Regions from separate parts of the Zeugodacus cucurbitae genome. Here region 1 is linked to region 2. A link is a contact called in public Hi-C data. All regions are on one chromosome and are shown on one strand. The core of a region is the stretch at or near the end of the contact, and the rest is flanking DNA. Distances in the headings are between cores, read along the strand shown.

Region 1 (7,084 bases), core at 183-2,682, 220 kb after region 2:
ATCTCGAGCCTTTTCAATTTCGGTAAAGTGCCGACCAGTTGCCACGATTTACAAGGGTTAAATTCTATCACGAGCTGTTCGACGTTTTTAAGGTTTTCGAACATTTCAAAGGCGTATCTATTCGAAAACATGTGTGGGTCGTTGGGCATTACAAGCGTCCTCAATGGATTGTAATATGTTATTTGCAGCAAGCTTTCCGGCTGAAACAATTTATTAGTGTTTATGTGCAGCTCCGTGAGACTGTTGAGTTCCATTAAGCTGCTACCTAGAGAATTTCAATAACTGTCCGATTAAACGAGCGTTTAGTGGCTCCTACTTAAACATTTTTAGTGTCTAGATGTTAGACGGAAAATTTAGCTTGAATGGAATGTAAGCTAAAACTTAAGATTAGACCTATTTGTAATTTTAATGGAATGACTTCATTCCAACGAACGGACGAGCAATAAGAAGCAAGAAGAAATAAATAAAGTTACATGCGACCCGTTGAAGCCTACTTAGATAATCCCACAGAGTAATACCAATTTTATCTAGGCAACTATCCACTCCGAAGCCTTTAAGTACTTCGATATCTGATTTCAAATCCTAAACTGTCAGTTTCAAATCGAGCTTACCTCTCAAATTATAAGTGCCGATGCAGATCAGTTTCTTCAGATTTGGTAATGGCAACAATTCGGCCAAATACTCATCGGTGAAGGAAAAGAGTTTCGCCTCTTCAATCTCCTTATGGCAATCGCGTAATTTATTCAGAAAGTATTTTGTACATTTTGACTTCGACAAATTAAGTTTCTTTATAGTTCGCAGCGGAAAGTCGCCGGTCCCAATGAGATGACCATAATTTTTCGCTAAATTGTCATTTACTTCCATCCAATTGTGAAAATACTCGAAATAGATGTTCTGAAATCGTTTGCACACGTTGCTCCAGCAGTATTGTTGAACATCGCGTTCCAACTTTTTGCAAATCATCGTCAAGCAGTCATCTGGTAGGTCCAATATAGAAGCCATTTGGATAGTCGATTTACGTTTAGATATAAAACCTTAAGTGCGGTGACTACCTCTTGTCAACTCAACTTGTGTTGATAAAATGCCAGTAAATTCAATTCTATTCATAAATGTATTTCGAAACTAAATGCTGTGAGTAATAAGCTTCTCCTTGAGTGATTTCGTTGGATGGCGACTCTCTGTAGGCGATGACTTTTACTTTTAGAAGAGTTGCATGTTTTCACCTCACCAAGAAATACGAAATCAGGCGATAAGAAATTCTTATTGAAGAATATACATTAATTTGCTTCCCGAAATAGTAAACAAATACCGCGTAAACACTACATTTTGGTTCACTTTTACTTTTTGAACTTTGAATGCAGGTTCTGTGGACTTGTTAATTGATAATGAATTTAAATGCAACCGAATACTACTTGCAGCCTTCGCTTTCTATTAAGAACTAAATCTTGTGAAACATACAGAATCATACTCAAGCAGATTATACTCTCTGTCAGCTTGCAATTAAGTTCACAGCGCTCTCGTCGATGATTCGCCGATCACTTCGCTCACAAGCCGATCATTAGTCATGCAGCGTTTATTGAGTTTTTTGTTGTAGTCACTCCGTCGCAATGTTCACTGAGAAGCGTATAAGCGGTGCTTAACAATACTGTCCCTCCAAATATTTTGAATGCTCTTAATATATATGACATACTTATATTAAAAATAGGCACGTCACGACCAGCCCTTTGTATGATCGTGTTCAAGGTGAACTCGCGACCGACATGATTTCAGACGTTTGACGAGTGAGTGCAATTTCTCCCGACTTACTCGGATTTATGTGCTAAAGAAGTATTTGTATATGTTTTACTATTTCCCTCCCACTAACCGGTGGAATTCCCAAGAATCTTCTTTATCATAGCTGCTTGTATTAATTCAATGAGCGAAGAGTGACTCAGAATTGTTTGTGATTTATGGGAATTAATGTAAATGTTATGTAATCAGCGGACATAAGTGTATAGGATGAGTGATTGCAGATTTTCAAGATTTTAAGGAAAGTATAATATATAAATTCGATATATATTTATATATTTCTATATTTCGAGAGGGAGCTGGGACAAAGAACCTAATAAACTAAATTGTAGTTGTTATTTGGTCAAATTCAATGACACTTATCTGACAAAAATACTGGAAGATAAAAATTTCTAAAATGGTGAAATTTCATACCAACTTGACTGACCTTACTTTTGTACGAAAAATTATATTTTGTAAAAAAATATTATCAAATTCTCCATCAAAGGAAACCATTTTTATAAGTTTGCTTACGAATGTCATTAAATTTTAAATAGTGAAAACAGTACATAAATTACATGCTAGGGCAAAATATAACTCCTGAGTTACTACTCAAAAGTAAACTTTTACAATATTATTTGACTTTGAGTATAAAAATCAGAGAATATACCAATATTGTTTGATCAAAAAGTATCCTTATGCATTTTGAAAACCACTCTACCGTCTATAAATTGAAGTACAAAATCCACACGAATGTCAAACTAGTAATTTTAATTTTCAACTCTTTTTCATTTTCTGCAAGCACATACCGTTATTCAAAGCGTACGCCCACAGCACCGAAAGCATGACAACATGAAACTTACCGAAGAGCCGCTGCGCCCTCCGCCAGCACCGGCGAGGCAATGGCTGTGGGTCCCATAGGAACACTAGCAACTTTACTAGCGCCATCAGGAGAATTATAATGAAAGTAAAGTAACACACATGAGTAGGCATGGTTGTTGTACGTATATGTTGAATTGCGAGGTTTTATCACCACTCAGTCTCAGAGAAATAAAGTTGAAAAAAAAAAACGAATGAATTAAAAATCTACTCCAGAGAGCACCCCAACTTAATTTAAAATGTTAGTGTCGAACAATGAAGCAGCACTCAACAAACATTGTAATATATATAGAGCATAAAGGCAGGACTTTGCAGCCACAAAAGGAAATAAAGATCTTCACTTATGCTAACACTCATACATCAGCAAAGCGCGCATACACGAACTCCTTAAACAATGGTCGCTGTCATCGTCATTGGGGCTTTAAGCTCTAGGAAACGTGTTTGTTAAAACTATGAAAGCTGCTGAGCCGAGCTGTGGCCAGAAATTGGTGTTGAAATTTTAATTAGTTTAGCTGCTGGCAGGTTTAATAAAATCCGGTCACTTTATTTAGAGGCCTCCATCTTCATGTGTGAGTGGCGTTAGTTTACATAAGACTGGAGAAAAGGAAGTTTCGTTGTAGATTTCGGAAGCTTTCGCTTTATTCATATATAAATTCCTAACAAAGGAATTAAATAAGTCACACATTTCTCCTTCCGGCATTGGGGTTTTCAAAACCTGCCTTTCACTTCAAATCAAAATATAAAATTGGCAATATAAAATACGTGTCGCCGTTTGAGTGGCTACAGATTTTGACTGCAGTTACGTTCGCTCTCATGATCTGATATGGAATTGAGAACTCTCAAATTAAGAGTGTTTTCACTCAGGCCATACATAAGATCATTAATGGATTGAAATTCATTATATACAGTGTAGTAAGCTCTTTGTCGGAAAGCTCGTAAAATGTTCCACTCGATATGTCTCTCAAACACTGCGATGGTGCTACTATTAGACTTTCACTACGTATTGTAAATAATGTTGAGAATTTAAGGCTAACGGTCGCTCAAGAGATAGTCGCTTGGTATCACTCACTTTAACTTTGTTAAGCGGTGATTGTAAATATCAACGTTATAATTATTTCAATCACAATTACTAAATCGACTGATTTACAAATAATTGAAGTAACATCATTACATGCTTACAGAGTGAGTCAGAGCGACCAGTATTCCATATGAGTAGAAACTGATTTTTTATTCAGATTTGTCAATATACCGTCTCACCCAAATAATTTGCATAAATGCAAATAACAAGAAAACAAGTAAGGAAGAGTTAATTTCAAGTGTGACCGAGCATTTCCTACTCTTGGACGATATCAAACTCATATACACCATCATACTACACTATTAGTAAGATAGATTTTGATACAGATTGGTTGCTGACATTCCTTTGTAAATACGTCAACCCCAGCTATTGAGCAAACTCTCTATACAATTGAATTAAAGTGAAAAGCGTGGCTTCGGGGCAACAACCGTCAGCAGCTATAATAGAAGCCAGCTAAACGATAAACTGAAAGGCTCCCCATTGCCTCCTTATATTGCCTCCCACATATGCCAACAGGAATAATAATTCCCCTGTATGTAAATATATGCGAAAAGAGAATCAACTAGAGGGAGTTAAAGAGTTAAAAAATATTATGGATTTTTTTAGATTTTTTCAATGAAGCCATGACAGCAAATGCGGCGCTTTATCGCGCTCGCATAGGAGAAGGGGAGAGCTATAAAAAGTTATAGTTCGTAAGTAATCTGGTGGAAATGACACTTTCAATATTGCCTTGTGGTGACGTTGTTGTAATAAGCAATATCGCTTGCTACGAGTAGCATTTGACTAAAATCAAACAAATCCGATTGGAAAATCTGTTTAAACGACAATGCCAATATGCGGCAAAGCAAACATACATACATTCGAGTGTGTGTGTTTGTTAGCTTTTGCAGCGTCGAAAGTTCTTTGATCTGGCGGCTGCTTTTAGGAAGCGCCGTCATGAATCAGCTTATATGCGTTAGTGGAAAAAAAAATATACTGACATTTTCATTTATTTTTATTTTAATATAAGTTAGTTTTTCAACCGATTAATTATATATATGACCTAATCAATTATGTATACTATTTACGTACTGAATTTAATTAATATATTTAAATATTAACAACCGTTTGAAAAAAACATTCTTGAAAAATATTTTTTACTGTAAGCTTTCTAGATCAGTTGGAGAGTCCTCAAAGATATTGTGATTTAATTTATAATTTCTGCAAACATATGGCAACCTGAGCATTTACTATGGTGACAGTGACGAAGTTTGAGTGCGCTACATAATTTCTTTGCAGGCGCTCAACATTCCTGTGTTGCTTATTATCGAAGCTGCAAAACTGTAATGAAACATTTAATCAACATTTAATACAGTTTCATACTTTAAGCGTCATTCTTCCTAAGCCATTCCCACTTTTATTCCTCCTTATGAGACTTACATTTCGTACACCAGCAACCACATGGCTCGTAGCTTTCCCTCCAAGTACTGAAATTGTCAAGTGTATAATTAACATAAATTGCGTTTACCTCGATAGACATGCCGAAGAGTTGAACAAAGCCACAGGGAGAGAGAGAGTAAAAAAGCGTAAAAATATTACAGTTAAATGGTCGCTAAGTCTGAAATCAAAATCAAACAAAATAGGCGAAAGTTACAAAAGCAAAAGCTCCGGCTTAAGCGCCGTTTATAGAGTGAAGAGTGACTGAGTGCGTGGGCGGTAGAAGGGTGAGTGTGTGGATCACGTGCGCATCAGCGGCAGCAACTTGCCTATGAGTGGCAGCAAAGCAGCCTCACGCCATCGGCCATGAGGTGGATGGTGGTACGCCAGCCTATATGGAATGCTGTTGTTTGCATCGCTCGTTCAGCATGCGCCTCGTTCATTGAAAACGAATGCTTTCTAAGTCCCACAGGTTGGAGGCAGGGATTTGTCGCCGCAGGCTTTTGATGCTAGGTAAATCGGTGCATATATGTTGTTGAAAAAAGCAGAACTAGGTTCACATGAACCGCGGGGGAGTTCTTTGCAAATTAAGGAAACAAAGCACTGAGTAAATCATCGTCGCAAAGGGGTTTATATACGTATTATGCGCCTGCATGTATGCAATACATCGTTGTCCAAAGAAAAACTCATAATGAAAATAAATATGTAAAAAATCGTTTTTTTCCAATATGTGGCTTTGGTAAGTTATATCGGGTTACGCTATATGCCTTTAGAGAAATACAATTTCGTAGGAAAAAATTTGTTTTCAGATACTGTAAAATCCAATCACGCACAATTTTGGTTTTTATCGATTCCGTTTCGCATAGGCAGGAAGGCCTTTTATCAAAGATTTTTGAAGCGGTTGATTACTAGTGAATAAAAGAGGGTCACTTACGTCAACTTCAAGTGAAAATGGTCATGGTCGAATCGCAGTTCTAGAATAAGTACGTGTTATTATGAAATGGCAAAGCAAACCGAATTTAAATGACGTAACAGCTGTCATAAAATCCGAAAAAAGTAATACCTCATTGAAAACCACTCGTCTAAAAAGACACCTTACATAATATTTTTATACACCTTGCTGTTGATTGTATCCATGTAACTTTTGGAAAACCAAATTGGCTCTTAATATTTTTCTCATTGATTTCAAATGATGCATAATTAAAGCAGATTCTGTTATGATTACAGTGGAATGAGTAACATAGCAATGTAAACAACATAAAATGTTTAACAGAATAGAGTGACTAGAATGTGAGCATATTTCATGCAAATAAACGTATTTTTCTCTCTTCAGCTATTTGGCATAGAGAGCGTTGAATGAGAGTAAGTGAAAACAAAATGTATTGCCTTGTATTCAAATCATCTGGTAGCACAGTCCATTTAATAACATTTTAACTTGTGGCGAATCACTACGCAGAATCATAAAATAAAGTAAATAATCGCTCTTGTTCGTTTTTATTTTGGCCGACAGTTTTAGTGCGCTTGGTGCAATGCGACTCACGTTTTGTATTTATGCGGTGTTGGAAGTTGTTGTCAGCGAATATTTATTTATTCTCCTAATGAATGACGTATATTTTACAGTTATTCGATATTATAGATGGTGATCTTAAATTTAATTATTTTTTTTAATTTATTATGCTTAGATTCTTTGGTATTTTTTAATTCTCTAATCATTTAATGAAAGTATCTCATTTTTAAATTTTTGGAAATCTCAAAAACGAAGCAGTGTGCCAATATCTTCTTGCGACTTACTATTAGGCGACTGGAACTCTCGTGATGTTATTAAGTGGGACCTTTCGTCAGCATTTACGAGATCGCAAGAGATTTAGAGAGAGCTCCTCGCCCTCAGCAAAGTTCGATTCCTTCTTGTTATAATATTTTTTAGGTTCTAATTGAGTATTACTT
Region 2 (6,865 bases), core at 347-2,846:
TCTCATATATTCAACTCTACGTTGCAGTTTCCAAGAGGGAAACACTTTATTTTGGCAGATAGAGTGGGCAAGTATTAGTCATTTTCACACCGCTAATTATCAACAAACTGTGGCGACTGATTCATGCTCACAAATATAACTTCAAAAGCCGCAATTATTCATGATTATTTTATTTTCATAAAACTAGTAAGTTAAAAAATAATTGAAAAAGTACTCACCTTTCAAGTATTTAGCTAGTCTTAGTAGACTTATGATGCAGAGTTTACACAAATCGCGATTTCTATTGTTAAAAAATAATTAAGAATTATTATATTTAACACGCTCAACACTTAAATGCGATCGTGAAAATGAACTTGAGTAATAAAATATGCAAACTAAACGTTATTCCCGGCGCTTTACACTGAGTCACTGAGTAGCTGAGAAGCTGGTAAAAAATAATTTTTTTTTAATTTTATAAAAATAATACTGAATAATTATTTTAAAATAAACGAAAATTATATAAAAAATTAAATGTAATAAAAAAATTTTGTACAAAGAAAAATATTATTATTTTTAATTACTTTGATAATAAAAGAAATTATGTAGAAAAATTTTGCATAAAGAAATATAAGAAAATAATTGTATAAAAATAATATAAAATCTAAGAAATCGTTTTAAACATTCTTTATGTCGCCATATATTTTTAAAGTACTAAAAATTAATTTATTTCGATTTTCCACTGCAACTAAAGGCCGCAATTAGTACTCCGCTTACGTATGATCGTTTGACTAATTGCGTTTAATAACGTCTTCCGCGTAATGAACGCCACACACTTAACGCCAATTGGCGGCGATAGTGCTACGTAATTGAAACCAATAAAGGTGTATTACGGAGCTTGAGAGCGAGTGGCAATAACAGTAATAACAACCAACAACAAACAACTGCAGTAAAAGTGACGCAGAAATAACAATAATAGTTTGCACTTTTAAGTTTAAGTACACGAAACAATTACGCGACGCTTAAACCAAAAAAAAAAAAATCAAAGAAAACTACAACAAAAGCAAATCACAAGCGAAATGATTGTTTTCGAACTTTCTGTAAATATAAACGCGAAAAATCTTAATTATTCACGTTGCGGATCAACGCTTCAGCTGCTGCGACGGTAACAATGAAGCTCATACGATCGCCGCCGTTTCAAATGTTGATTTCACTGAATATATAGATACATATATGTATGTGTTGTTGTTTTTAGTTCGTAAGTTGTGATTTTTTTCTTAGCACACGAGCGCTCACACTGATATCCACCTCTTTGAATTATATTCGCACGTTTTATTATTTTTTGGTTTTCATTGTGTTTTCGCAGCGTTGCCTCGTAAATAATTTTCAAACAGTTTTGAGATTTTTTTTTTCACCCAAAATTATTCTAATTTTACACTCTCTGACCACACACACTTTTTGTATATTATATGCTAATTTCGTTATGAAAAAATAAAAACGCTTACGTCTTTGTATCTGACGCTGATTTCACAAATTGGCTTAGCAGAAAGCCCCCCAACAAACTGATATTAGCAATGTTGTTCGCTTTGATTGTCCGCGCCACTTACGTTTCACGGCGACGAGCGCTCCAAAAATGCCACTTCACAAAGCTAACAACTGCGAGCTGCCACAGACACCGACTGACTCTGCTACAGCCAGTGGCTGGCGCTCACTTTCAAATTGAACGATTTTGTGCTCCCGTCACACTGTTTGCGCTGTTGCTCTGAGAGTTGCGGTGTTGCCAGATGTCGCTCTCGATTACTTTAAATATTGGAGACACGTTTAGAAAATTACTGAGATTAACAGACTAGTTGATGATAACATCATTCTGTAGCACTAACAGTGTTCTGTATTTAACACCGTAGAGATAGCAGAAAATGTTTATATATTTGTGGAGCGCAAATGAGCGGCAAATAATCACATTTTCTGAGTACGGCTGTTACTTATGCTAACCGCCTGATTTTCAATGCCAAAGGCGCTCTCATATAAACAAGTTATATCAGCTGTACAGATACTTCAACAGAATGTTAAAGTAGTGATGTTGTAATTAACCTCGCTCTCTTAATTTTAACAGTTCTTCAAACATTTTAATTTAATGGGAGACAATGTAAACGTTTTCAAATATTTTTGCATGTTTTTAGAATTTAGAATAATTTCTGTTAATTTTTCCATATTTTATGAATAATTTTGCAACACATCTTCGCGTAATTTGTCCGTCAGGGAGGATATAATAACGTTATATCAATGAATATTTTCTTATTAAAATATTATTAAATATTCAGTGAAATTATTGTGAAGACACAGCTCCTTCTTAGTCTACCAAATAGTATTGCTTGTATCCAAACATCTTATTTATGAACACAGCATTGCGACACAAATGCTATGTGTTTCCTCTCTATCTGTAACGCCTTTTTTTAAAATATTGCTGCGGTAAATGTCAATTTCTTGTGCCTTGAAAGGTAGCCAACTGCCCAAAAAGTACAGTAATATGAAAAACGGAATAAAAATGGCGATGACTTTTTCATAAAACATACTATTGTCAGATGGTTGGGAAGAGTGGAGTCATATGTGAAGAGAAAATTAAATTTACCGCTAGAATTATTTTTGCTTGAAATATAATCTTAAATTTTAAATGGAAATTTTCGTGTCTGTATGATGGTCTGAAGTGTCGAGACATTTTTTATTAAAAACAGCTCAGACTGCTGAGTTATGTTTGGTTAAGTTTGGTTTAAGTGAATATGTTCTAAGTTAAGTTTGCAATACGTTTTGTTAAGTCAAGTTGTGTTAACTTCAGTTGACGTTCAGTTTTGATTAGTTCAGTTTTCTTAATGTAATCCACCCTCATGTAAAGTATCTTTTCGGAATATTTTTTTTATTAATTAATTAAGGGTAGCAACATTTTCCTATATTCTACACTCTCTTCCATTCTTCCATTCTAGCTGCCTAAGTCAACAGAAAACCCAAAGAAATTTGTAAATTAGAAATAATTTTAGTCAACAAATAAATTTGCCATATTTATCGTTAGTTAAGAACTGGGCTGTTGTCTAGATTATTAACACTGTTGATCAGCTTCTACTCCTACTACTTTTACCGAATATCTTCAATTTACATACATATATACTGCATCTGCTAGCATCTACTATATGTCCTTCCACCAGTTTCCAAAAACTGAACACTTCCACTTTCCACTTTCGTCTCGCCTAATTTATTTGCTACTTAAATACCTTCTTTATTTTAATGCAAAACACAAATAATCATAAAAACAACATAAACATTGACACCAATGTCCTACACAAACCAAGAAACAACAACAATGTTATGAAGAAAATACTTGACCAAAGACAAATCTCAGATAGGACATAAGAGAATTAATGCATTCTTTGGCAATTGCAATGCGTAGACCCTTGAGGTCACACAGGCACACACATTCCCATAACAACAACAACGAATTTTACACTGCTTATGTGTATGGGTGTGCACGAAAGGGCCAACGGGACAGACCCAACGGCGACATTCAAACTAATAAATGACCGACGTTTCGAAAAGACGTAAGCGCCGTAAGCTAAATGAAATGTCACTCGGATATGGTATGATAGTGAGATTATGAATCCCGTGGGCACAGTTTGTGTGTGTTCTTCATAAAAGAGAGAGTTCGCAGTTAAGTAGTGCGTGTGTACGAGTATGTTATATGGTCAAGTGGGAAAACTAGTTCATAGATATAATTTATAATTTAATAATAATATATGTTTTTGTTTATATAAGTACATTTGTTATGCTCTTCTACTACATTTCTATGTAATATGTACTTGCTGTGCTCATTAGTTAGTTTTTGTTAGAAGAATCATTTGACGTTAGGTTAAGATAGATGTTTTATAGGAGGTTTTCCAGTAATATAGGACGAATATATAATATTAGAGAAAATCTCAAGTTCTTCTAAACAAATCAGGGTTCTCTTTAAACATAGAATAATATTTCAGGCTAAAGCTGGACTGAAAAGATGGCAACCCTGGACTCAAAATCACATATTTATGAATTAATTACACTGTTTCTTTAAGGCATCATTTTCAGAGGATGTAAAATGCTTTACATTTTTAGAAATCTTTAGAAAATAATCGCGTTTCAACAACATTTTAGCGCTACCGTTTTAAGTAAATAGCATTAGTTGAAATGCTTCGCATCACAATCCGGATCAGTCTGCGCCAGGCTATTGAAAATAGCATTAGAAATTAGGAAATGTGTCAGCTGCAGCTGTGTTTTGGTGGAGCTGATGGTGGTGGTGATGCGGTTGCGGCGAACCACTTTCGTAGCATACTTTTTTGCGCGCAATCGCTGCGCATATTTTATATCAGCTGGTGGCGCGGCTGTTGCTGCTGGAGCTGCACTCCGTCGACCGACCGGCTTGTGTGTTCCGCAGTATTTATTTCTTTTGTAGTTCATACTTTTTTGTGTGTGAATATATTTTGGCATGTGCCGCTAAGTATGTCACATCCGCTTATAGTGGAGACCTCGCTGGCGTTCGTCATAATGTGTGGCGCATGCAAGCGTCAGTTCTCGCTTCCCCTAGCTGAACTAATTACATTTTTAATTAAGTCTCTAATACTCTTAGGCTTGGCATGGAAGTGTTGTAGTCTGACTTCAGGGAAGTGTTTGAGAGACTTCATAAATAGTATAAAAGCGTTTTGTGGATTTTATTATTTACTTGTAACATGAAATTGGTATTTTTGGTGATTTTAGTAAAAATATAAGTAAGAAAATATATTGAACATATCAAAGGGATATTCTTTTTAAATAATAAAGTTTCTATAGTCAAATTATCAGAACAACAGTACTGAGGTTACAATTGGCTCATACTGGATGTATATGGTGCGTTTCCGTGACTTTGATGGGTTCAAAACGAATTAATCTGCACAATTTATTATTTACGATGAGACAACGCCAGGGTTTAATTGATAGTCGATGGTAAGAAGACCGCAGATATAATTTGAGAATTCCTTCGATCAACTTACTGGTCACTAATTATACAATAATTTTTTCTAAAACTCTAAAACTCTAAACTTAATTAATGATTACAACAAAAAAAGCGTACAGAAACAACGGCATAATCCAAAAAAGAATCCCATTTAATATTGAACCGGGGTGCAATGCCTAAGAAGAAATAAAAAACAAACTTTGCCCTTAGGTTCACTGCATATTTCCTTGGAACATACAATTTAATGTAACTATTTGTGTTGTCTTTCGCTCTTCTCCGCTTAGACAGTAACTTTCTCTGCGCTGCAGTGCTGCTCTAAACACTTCATAAAATGTATTACTATGTGTTACTTCATTCTTTTCATTGTCTGCTGCACCGGCGGTGGAGTAACGGTGTGCTAGAGGTCACTGAATTCTCAAGTTCCCTGTTTACAACCAACAGCAGTCACGTAGTTTCCTGGTTTGATTGTCTGCCCACTGTTCACTGGCTACACTATAGCTACAGCTAGTAGATATGGCTACTGCCCTTGGTCCTTCTCCGCGTCGCCGACTGGCAAAGAGAGCATGTAAACACACACATACAGAGCTTGTGATGAGGACTTGGAGCGGTAAATAAAATATATATAAATAATATGTGTGTAAATAACAAGTGCATGTAAGCACTTCTAAGGATAACGGTTTAATAAATATCTTCAGGGCTTTCTAATAGGGCTTTCAATAATTTTAGCCTGAGCTCTTTAAATTTTATTAGAAGGCAATTAAAAAGAGAAATATGTTTCGAAGTAAAAATTTAATATGATTTAGCATAGAAGAGGGAGAAAGTAGGGTGTTATCTTTTCATTTCGTCATGACTCTCAAAACAAGATATATCAACTGATCAGTAACTGTCAAAGTCAGATACCGACAGATGGCGGTCAAACTTAAACTTGATTTATTGCATTCTACAAATAATTCTACCGATTCATATAGAAGAAGTCCATAATGTCTACTGTCAAAATACAACAAAATTCCATCAAGGAAAGAGATCCAAAAGTATAACTTCAGTACGTCCAACTCAAAGAATGATCCACTGAAAGCATTATTGTTAAGTCATACAGAATTCGAATCTAGTTTTCAAGCAATAAAGGATGACAATGCAAAATTTTTAATATCAATTACCATGGAAATTTAAGTAATCCATAACTTTTATTCGCTCATCATCCGGACAATGCCAGAAACGAAAACTTTACAACTTTTCTGAAACATACTAACGGAAACCCGGGCTGAGAGGCAGCGGCACAGAAAACGAGGGCGCACAAAACTTTACTGAACTCGACAACAACAACAGCAAACAGCGAACAATTAGCTACCAAAGCCGGAATTTCACACGAAACCATTTCTGCACGCTTCTTAAACGGCCACGCGCCCTGGAGCAATAGAACTTCTAACTCCTTTCGCACTCGTCGGCAAATCTGCAGCGGTGAAATGGATTGCCAATGATTAAGACGAATCTCAATATCTCTGGGAGGGTTTCGCGCAGCGTTGCAGTTAAATTATGCAAATGCTTCAGCAGTTTGGAAGATGGCGTCAATTCTCTACAAAACTCCGCGGGCGTATTTGCCGCTTAGCGAGGATTTCATCGTGAAGTTTAGCAAAAGTTTTAGACGCGAGCGGACTGAAGGCGACACCACAAGCCGGCGTGCAGTGTGGTTGGCGTAGTTTTGGAGAATTCTTAAGCAAATCATTTGTTCTATCTTTATTATTAAAGACGTTCTTTGATTGCTTAACTAAGCATGAGAGTTGAATGACGGAGAATACGGCAGAAAGAATGTGATAGCGATGAAGAGGGTGAACATTTTTAGAAAATAAGGAGAGTGGAACTAAGCTTTAAGATAATTTTTAA

What was found. Hi-C and Micro-C count contacts between places; a contact is called where the count stands out from the background.
Region 1: a Hi-C map of whole body shows a contact between it and region 2, with 10 times the contacts expected there. The contact joins the promoter of LOC128922007 here to the promoter of LOC105215599 in region 2. A contact is called at or near these places in 2 of 2 Hi-C or Micro-C datasets (both in whole body).

The regions. Positions count from the first base shown.
Region 1 is chr5:70,137,689-70,144,772 of idZeuCucr1.2, forward strand. LOC128922007 reads right to left here and starts at 1,433. Exons shown (of 5, transcript XM_054231249.1): 1 at 612-1,433; 2 at 1-265. The coding sequence starts at 1,002.
Region 2 is chr5:69,920,208-69,927,072 of idZeuCucr1.2, forward strand. LOC105215599 reads right to left here and starts at 1,597. Exons shown (of 5, transcript XM_054232263.1): 1 at 1,482-1,597; 2 at 219-280.